2 separate regions of the Macaca mulatta genome follow, and region 2 is linked to region 1. Evidence: chromatin contacts called from public Hi-C data. All regions are on one chromosome and are shown on one strand. The core of a region is the stretch at or near the end of the contact, and the rest is flanking DNA. Distances in the headings are between cores, read along the strand shown.

Region 1 (3,779 bases), core at 752-3,251:
AAGCATTTGTTGAATGAATGAATGATGAAACTGGAGAGACACACCATGTCCTGGAGGGAGCTCAGTCCCCAGCCTCCCCTTCTCGGGCTGGGGGCTTGCAGCTGGAAGGAGAAGCCTGGGGCAGCTATGACCAGCCCTGCCAGACCCCACCTGATGTAGTTTGGATATTTGCCCCCACCCAAATCTCATGTTGAATGGTAATCCCCAGTGCTGGAGGTGGGGCCTGGTGGGAGGTGATCCAGTCATGGGGGTTGATCCCTCCTGGTTTGGTGCTGACTTCTCGATGGCGAGTGAGTTCCGGGAGCTCTGGTTGTTGAAGGGTATGGAGCCTCCTCCTCCATTCTCCCTCTCCATTCCCCTACGTGAAGTGCCTGCTTCCGCCTCCGGCTTCCACCAGAAGAAAAAGCTCCCTGAGGCCTCCCCAGAAGTAGATGCCTTTGCTTCCTGCACAGCCTGCGGAACGTGAGCCAAGTCGATCTCTTTTCTTATAAATTACCCAGTCTCAGCACTTCTTTATAGTAATACGAGAACAGCCTAATGCCCACAGAAGTCAGCCCACCGGACCCACAGAGGCCAGTTCAGCCCCCCATAGCATCGTGCAGGGCTGCAAAGGGGCACACAACAGAAGTGCTTCTGGAGGGGGATTGATGACCACTATCTGGCACCAGGCTGGGAGGGACGGCACCCTGGGCCATCTGTGGCGGCTGTGCCTGGGGCTTACGCTCTGTATCTTATGCTAAGCAAGCTGACTCAGTAAGGACAAAATTGGCTCCACGACCCAGCCAGCCAGTGGCCCAGTCAGGTCTTTAACTCCAGGCAGGGCCTGACTCCAAACCCGGTGCTCTTGGGGACTGCAGGCAGCAGGGCACCTCCGAGAGCCTGGGTCACAGGGAGTCAGGAGAACGCAGTGGGGCTGGGATCACTGAGGACTTCACAACTCCCCATGAATGCCCTGATGTGAGGGAGGGGACGCTGTTGGGACTGCAAATCCTCAGCCTCAGTGACTGCCAGGCCGGCTTTGGGGCCCTTCCTCCACTCCCTGGCAGGACCGGGCCTCTGACACCTGTCCACCTGCCTCTCTTCCCTCTCAGCAGCCTCCCTGGCATCCACAGACGTGTGCAAACGCCCCTTTCCAGGTCAGCTTTTCCTACTCACAGCCACACTCCCCCCAGGCCGGCACTGCCCTGAGTACTTCCCAGGAGCATGGCGTGGATACGATCACCATCCCCATTATACAAAGGAGAAAAGCGAGGCTCAGAGAAGCTAAGCAACTTCTTCAAGGTAATCCAGCTGGTGGGTGGTGGCTCCAGAATTTCAACCCAGGCATTCAGGTCCCAGAGCCCCAGCTTGTACAGCAGCCCTGGGGGTAGGAACTGCCATTGCGCCCATTTCGCAGAGGAGGAAACTGAGCTCCAAGATGTGAAATAACTGACCTGGGTTGGACCCAGGCTCCCTGCCCCAGAGCCTTGCCCCGGACACACCCGGGTCCTGAAGGTGAACAACCAGAGGCGGACCGTCCTGATGTAGGCCCCAGTGCCGGGCCATTCCACAGCCCCACCTCCTCCTCCTGGGCCAGGCCTGTGGGTTTTGACAGTGCCCTTCCTTTCAGCCCCCACCACACAGGGTCCGAGAACGCAGTCCACAGCCCCCTACCCCGCCGCACACTGCCCCTTGAACTGTCAAGGCCACCGCTGCCCTGTCTGGGTTTCCCTGTTGAGAAACCTAGCGGTGTGCACAGAGCCCTGAGTCAGAAAGGTAGCGGGCAGCTGAGCTAGAGGGCACTGGACCGGCTGCTGCTGCATCCCAGCACCTAGGACAGTGCCTGGCCCACATCAGCCACTTGGCAAGCATTCGTTGAATGAATGAATGAATGAATGGATGGATGGATGAATGATGGAACTGGAGAGGCACCCTGTCCTGGAGGGAGCTCGGTCCCCAGCTACCTCCCCTTCTCTGGGCTGGGGACTTGCAGCTGGAGGGAGGAGCCTGGGGTTTGAGTCCTGGCCCTCCCCTTCCTGGCTGTGCATCTGCAAGGCACCCTTTCCCTCCCGAGCCCAGTTTCCTCATGTACAAAATGGGAAAAATGAAAGCCTGGCAAAACAATTGCCTGCCAGTCCCCACAAAGTGGGCACCAACATCTGTGCACTCCCTCCCTCAAACCCAGCCCCTCCTGTCCTGTCCCCCTACAGCCTTCAGAAAAGCAGCCAAGTAGCTGTGTCTGAAGGGGCCTTGGCACCATCAGCGCCCCTCGTTCTTGCTCTCTCTCCTGGAAGGGAGATGATTCAAGCCTGCAGCATAGACACAGCTGTCCCTCCTCCCGAGCCATCCCACCTGCCATCCCTGAGGCATCTCCCCTTCCTGCAGGGGAAGCTTCCTCCTCCCGCACTTGCCTGGCCCCATCTTCCCTTCCTGCTCTCCACATGGCATCTTTGGTCTTCGATCTTGGTTACTTGTGCCATATCTCCAGCTCCCCTGTGTAGTCTGTCAGTATTCCTGGAGACATTCCCCAAATTCCACCCATTTAGAAGCTGCTCCCCAGAGGGTCCCCAGTGGCCTGCTCCCTGCTGCCTGTCTTTATGCAGCAACTCCCCCAGCCCCATGTGTCTTGAGAGACACATTTCAGTCTTTGCCTGCCTAATCCTTGTTATCATCTCTTCCTTGCCTAGAGAGCTCCTTGGCTGCCGCATCCTCTTCTTAGTGTCTCTGCTTCATACAAGAAATTGCTACCCTGGTGGTGCCTGCCCTAATGGCTTGATGGTTCTCCTGGTCTGTAGACTTGTGGGCTTGTTCTCTCCATCTTCCTAAGTGGGGTGCTGCCACTGAGCAGAGTGGGCTGGCAGGGAAATTACTGGATTTAGAGCAGGGCTGTGCAGGCCACACAGGAAACAACAGACTGCCCACACTGGAGTTCATGGTCACGCGAGTTCCTCAGTAACCAGGAGCCTGGGCTGACATAGGAGCCCAACATGAAACCAAACCCACCTTGATGGAGTGCCTGCAGGCACCAGTGACAGGCTGGGCTTGCAGATGCAGAGCTAACCACACGTGCGTGGTCTACCCTAGAGCACTCACGCCCAGAAGAGGGCACAGATGGGAAACCAGTGAGTGGACCTTCAATCCTTCACTCCAGAAATGTGTACTGAGAGCTGATGGTCTGCTGGGGACCCCCAAAGACTTGCTTTCATGGGGTGTACATGCCAGCTTTCAACAACGGCTGGAGGAGCAGTACTGCCAAAGAGACGGGAGAGTGCAGAGAAGTGAGTGAGCAAGTCCGCCGGAGGGAGGAGAGGTGATCTCTGACTGGATCTTACAGAGTTGATGCATCCCAGACAGAAATGAAAAATGAGGAAAGGGCATTCCAAGCAGTGGTAACAGCATGTACAGAAGCCCAGAGACGGGAAGGAATGAGGCAGGCTGGGGGAATCTCATGCGGTTTGGTATGACTGTTGTGTGTAAGTGGGAGGTCGTGGTGGTTAAAAGGCATCCACAAATTCTTTGACATTCCTCCCTTCAAAAGACGGAGGCTCATTCTCCTCCTCTTGAATGTGGGCAGGACTCAGTAACTCACTTCTGAAGAACCACATATGATGGAAGTGGTAATCGATAACCTCCGACACTAGATCATAAAAGACACTGTAGCTCCCTTCTTGTTCTCTGGGAAAACCCAGCCAGGTCACAGGACACTCCAGCAGCTCTCTGGGGAGGCCCACATGGAGAGGAACCGAGGCCTCCTGCCAACAGCAGGCACAGGTTTGCCAGCCCTGTGAGCCAGCCATCAT
Region 2 (4,207 bases), core at 1,171-3,670, 290 kb after region 1:
TGACCTCGTGATCCACCCGTCTCGGCCTCCCAAAGTGCTGGGATTACAGGCTTGAGCCACCGCGCCCGGCCTCTTTTTCTTTTTCTTTTTTTTTTTTGAGGCGGAGTCTCGCTCTGTTGCCCAGGCTGGAGTGCAGTGGCACGATCTCGGCTCACTGTAACCTCTGCCTCCGGGTTCAAGCGACTCTCCTGCCTCAGCCTCCCGAGTAGCTGGGATCACAGGTGCCCACCAACACACCTGGCTAATTTTTTTTTTTTTTTTTGAGACGGAGTCTCGCTGTGTCGCCCAGGCTGGAGTACAGTGGCCGGATCTCAGCTCACTGCAAGCCCCACCTCCTGGGTTTACGCCATTCTCCTGCCTCAGCCTCCCGAGTAGCTGGGACTACAGGCGCCCGCCACCTCGCCCGGCTAGTTTTTTGTATTTTTTAGTAGAGACGGGGTTTCACCGTGTTAGCCAGGATGGTCTCGATCTCCTGACCTCGTGATCCGCCCGTCTCGGCCTCCCAAAGTGCTGGGATTATAGGCTTGAGCCACTGCGCCCGGCCCACCTGGCTAATTTTTGTATTTTTTAGTAGAGACGGGGTTTCACCATGTTGGCCAGGATAGTCTTGATCCCTTGACCTCATGATCCGCCTGCCTCGGGCTCCCAAAGTGCTGGGATTACAGGCATGTACCACCACACCCGGCTTTTTTTAATTTTTAATTTTTTTGAGGCAGTGTCTCACTCTGTCGCTAAACAGCTAGAGTGCAGTGGCAGGATCACAGCTCACTGCAGCCTCAACCTCCCTGGGTTCAGGTGATCCTCCCACCTCAGCCACCCCACTAGCTGGGAATACAGGTGGGTGCCGTCATGCCCAGCTAATTTTTGTATGATTTGTAGAGAAGGGGTTTTGCCATATTGCCCAAGCTGGTCTCCAACTCCTGGGCTCAAGATATCGGCCTGCCTCGGCCTCCTAAAATGTTGGGATTACAGGCGTGAGCCACCCACCCAGCCAACAGCCACTTCTTATCTCCCTGTCCAGCACTGCCTCCACCCCAGCCTAATGTACCAGCCCCTCTTGTCTGGATCATAACAGCAGCTTCCCAGCAGGTCTCCTCATTTCCTCTTGCCCTGTTCTAATCCATCATCCATACAATAGCCAGTGATCTTAAAAAAATAATAATAATATATTGAATTAGGTCAGTGTCCTGTGCACTCCCTCCCCTCTAATTTGAGTGAGGATAATTCCAGTCCCAGTGAGAACCGCCTCCACCACCAGCCTCTCAGCCCTGTCTGCCAGCACTCTCCTCCTTGCACCCTTGGTTGGGTAACCTTGGCCTTCTGTCAGTTCTTTGAAGAAGCCAAACTCTTCTGCTCCAGGGCCTCTACTGCTGAACATTCTTTCCCCGCTTCTTGGCCTGTAGCATCACAGCCCCGAAGTGAGGCACTTTTTTTTTGTTTGTTTTTTGAGATGGAGTTTCGCTCTTGTTGCCCAGGCTGGAGTGTTACGGCACAATCTCGGCTCACTGCAACCTCTGCCTCCCAGGTTCAAGCAATTCTCCTGCCTCAGCCTCCCAAGTAGCTGGGGTTACAGGTGCCTGCCACCACACCCGGCTAATTTTTGTATTTTTAGTAGAGATGGTTTTTCACCGTGTTGGCCAGGCTTGTCTCGAACTCCTGACCTCAGGTGATCTGCCTGCCTCGGCCTCCCAAAGTGCTGGGATTACAGGTGTGAGCCACCACGCCTGGCCAGAGTGAGGCACTTTAACAGCACTGCTCCCAACCCCAACCACACACACACATAAACACAGTCTAAGTAGAAACCATAAGCCTGGTATGCAAACAAGGCTTCCACACGGGTCCAGCCCTAGCCCACCTTCCAAGTTGCAAGTGACTGCTGCTCTTGGTCCCGGATTTCTGGAAATGTAGGAGCCTTGGTTGTTTGCTGCCCTAAAGCCTACTTATCCTCCAGGTCTTAGCTAAATGTCACTCCAAGAGGCCCTCCTGCTATGGCTCCCTCCCCTTGCCCAAACCAGGGCCCAGCATAATATCCATGCTGAACCTTCATAGCACTGTCCTAATCATGTGTTTTATTAGTTTTTTTTATTTATTTGTTCTGTCTCCTCATAAACTTTGTGAAGGCAAGGATCCTGCCTGCATTGCTTGCTACTCTATCTCCCACGCCTCACCAAATGTCTTTCTGGAAGTCCTTTGCTCAGAATAAATGCCCAATGAGAGAGAGAGAGAGAAATGTACAAGAAGATCATGGAAAGAGACTTGCAGGCCAATTGCATCCCCCTCCTTGAAGGAGACAGGAAGGAATGCGCAGCCCAGCCCAGCCTTTCCCTTCATGTCAAGTTCACGCTGGCACACTCACCCGCCTCTCACTGAGTATAAAGAGACCTGTTTTGTAATTGGTCTTTATCCCAGAGTAGCAGAGCTTTGGAAGCAAAGAGCCTGCAGGGTAATGAATGGGAGGGAGAACAGACGCTGGTGTCCAACTTCACACGGCATTTGGAAATTCACAGCCAAGCCTCTTTGCAACACTGTGCCCTCCCTGGGGCTAATTTCAGCATGCTGCAGCAGCACAGGCTTTAACTCCAGAGACCTGGGTGCTACCTTCTGCTACCTGCATAACTCTGCCCAAACCATGCATCCTTTCTGCCTTTCAGTTCTCAGCTGCGAAGTGGGAATCATGATAAAGATAACCATGATCACAATGCAAACAGGGCGACTGTTGCAAGGATCAAAAGAGATGGTGGGTGTGAATGTGTTTGGTAAACTGGAGAGCTCCATACAAGCTCCAGTTTTAACTGCCACTGTACCTGTGCAGGAGATTCAAATCTGGCAGGTGTGACTGTGACTGTGCATGGAACAGATACTAGGCCCCTTTGTGAAATCCCGAGGAAGGGGGCCTGCATGACCCATGTGATAGTCCTCATGTGAGCAGGGAGGAATTTTCTCAGAATACTAGATGTCAGCTTTGCTAGTTAATTACCAGTGTTTGCTTGGGAGCACCCCACCTTCTGCGAGGAGTTGAACTAGCTGCTGGAACGATGAAGGAAGGCGTTTTTAGATAAGTATTATCACACAGTGATCCAATCGATACACATAAAATCTGCTCAGGGCAATACTGTGCCTTGTCATTTTTATGAGCATATTTACAACTGAGGGTTGGTCTCAGGTTATCTACTGTGTATGTAATTCAGGCTCAGTGGCCTCAAGTCCAAGAGCTATGGCATAGCAACTGTTCTGGTTAAAAACAAGACTTCTGGCCGGGCGTGGTGGCTCACACCTGTAATCCCAGCACTTTGGGAGGCTGAGGCAGGCGGATCACTTAAAGGTCAGGAGTTCAAGACCAGCTTGGCCAACATGGTGAAACCTCATCTCTACTAAAAGTACAGAAATTAGTTGGGCGTGGCAACATGCACCTGTTATTCCAGCTACTCAGGAGGCTGAGGTAGGAGAATTGCTTGAACCCAGAGGATGTAGTGAGCGGAGATCATGCCTCTGCACTCCAGCCTGGGTGACAGATTGAGACTGTCTCAAAAAAAGAAAAAAAAAAAAAAAAAAAAAAAAAAAAAACAGACGAAAAACCAAGACTTCCAAGAGCTTGTAGAACCTTCATTGGTGGAGGCCATGAGGGCTGTACAGGTTATTCCTGGCACCAGTTGCAAATCCATCTGCCTGTCATCAGTGCTTCACATCCTCTTTGAAATTCTGACTTAAAATCATCAGCTCTGTAGTGAGTACCTGTGGGTCTACAGGGTGACATCCCTGGAAGCTGGAAATCAGGCTGCCCTCTGGAAGTTAAACCCTTCAAGTCTACGCGTGATGGATAGGATTAGTTATCTGAACAAGGCCCCAGAGGGAACAGGATGTCTCTCTGGTGAAAGCCAGAACTGGGCTTGGAAATTCAATCCAGGCATGCCTGCCTGTGAAGGAAGCCTTATTAAATCTCAGAACAGGCTGGGCATGGTGGCTAATGCCTGTAATCCCAGCACTTTAGGCCGATGGGGGTGGATCACCTGAGGTCAGGAGTTCAAGACCAGCCTGGCCAACATGGTGAAACCCCATCTCTACTAAAAATACAAAAAATTAGCTGGGAGTGGTGGTGGGCGCCTGTAGTCCCAGCTACTCGGGAGGCTGAGGCGGGAGAATGGCGTAAACCCAGGAGGCGGAGCTTGCAGTGAGCCGAGATCCGGCCACTACACTCTAGCCTGGGCGA

The links. A called contact is a pair of places that touch in the nucleus more often than the background predicts.
Region 2: a Hi-C map of fetal cortex germinal zone shows a contact between it and region 1, with 2.1 times the contacts expected there. The contact joins two enhancer-like sites. A contact is called at or near these places in 2 of 14 Hi-C or Micro-C datasets (fetal cortex germinal zone and liver).

Annotation. Positions count from the first base shown.
Region 1 is chr9:109,102,755-109,106,533 of T2T-MMU8v2.0, forward strand. All of the region lies in intron 4 of SLIT1 (slit guidance ligand 1), which reads right to left. Among named protein-coding and RNA genes, the nearest start is that of SLIT1, 120 kb to the right of the region's middle. Within about 2 kb of position 2,002, at least 2 of the 40 cell types and tissues checked have an H3K27ac peak or open chromatin away from gene starts, as enhancers often do. A contact at or near this core is called in fetal cortex germinal zone, where this site is marked.
Region 2 is chr9:109,389,986-109,394,192 of T2T-MMU8v2.0, forward strand. No RefSeq gene overlaps it. Among named protein-coding and RNA genes, the nearest start is that of FRAT2, 11 kb to the left of the region's middle. Within about 2 kb of position 2,421, at least 11 of the 40 cell types and tissues checked have an H3K27ac peak or open chromatin away from gene starts, as enhancers often do. A contact at or near this core is called in fetal cortex germinal zone, where this site is marked.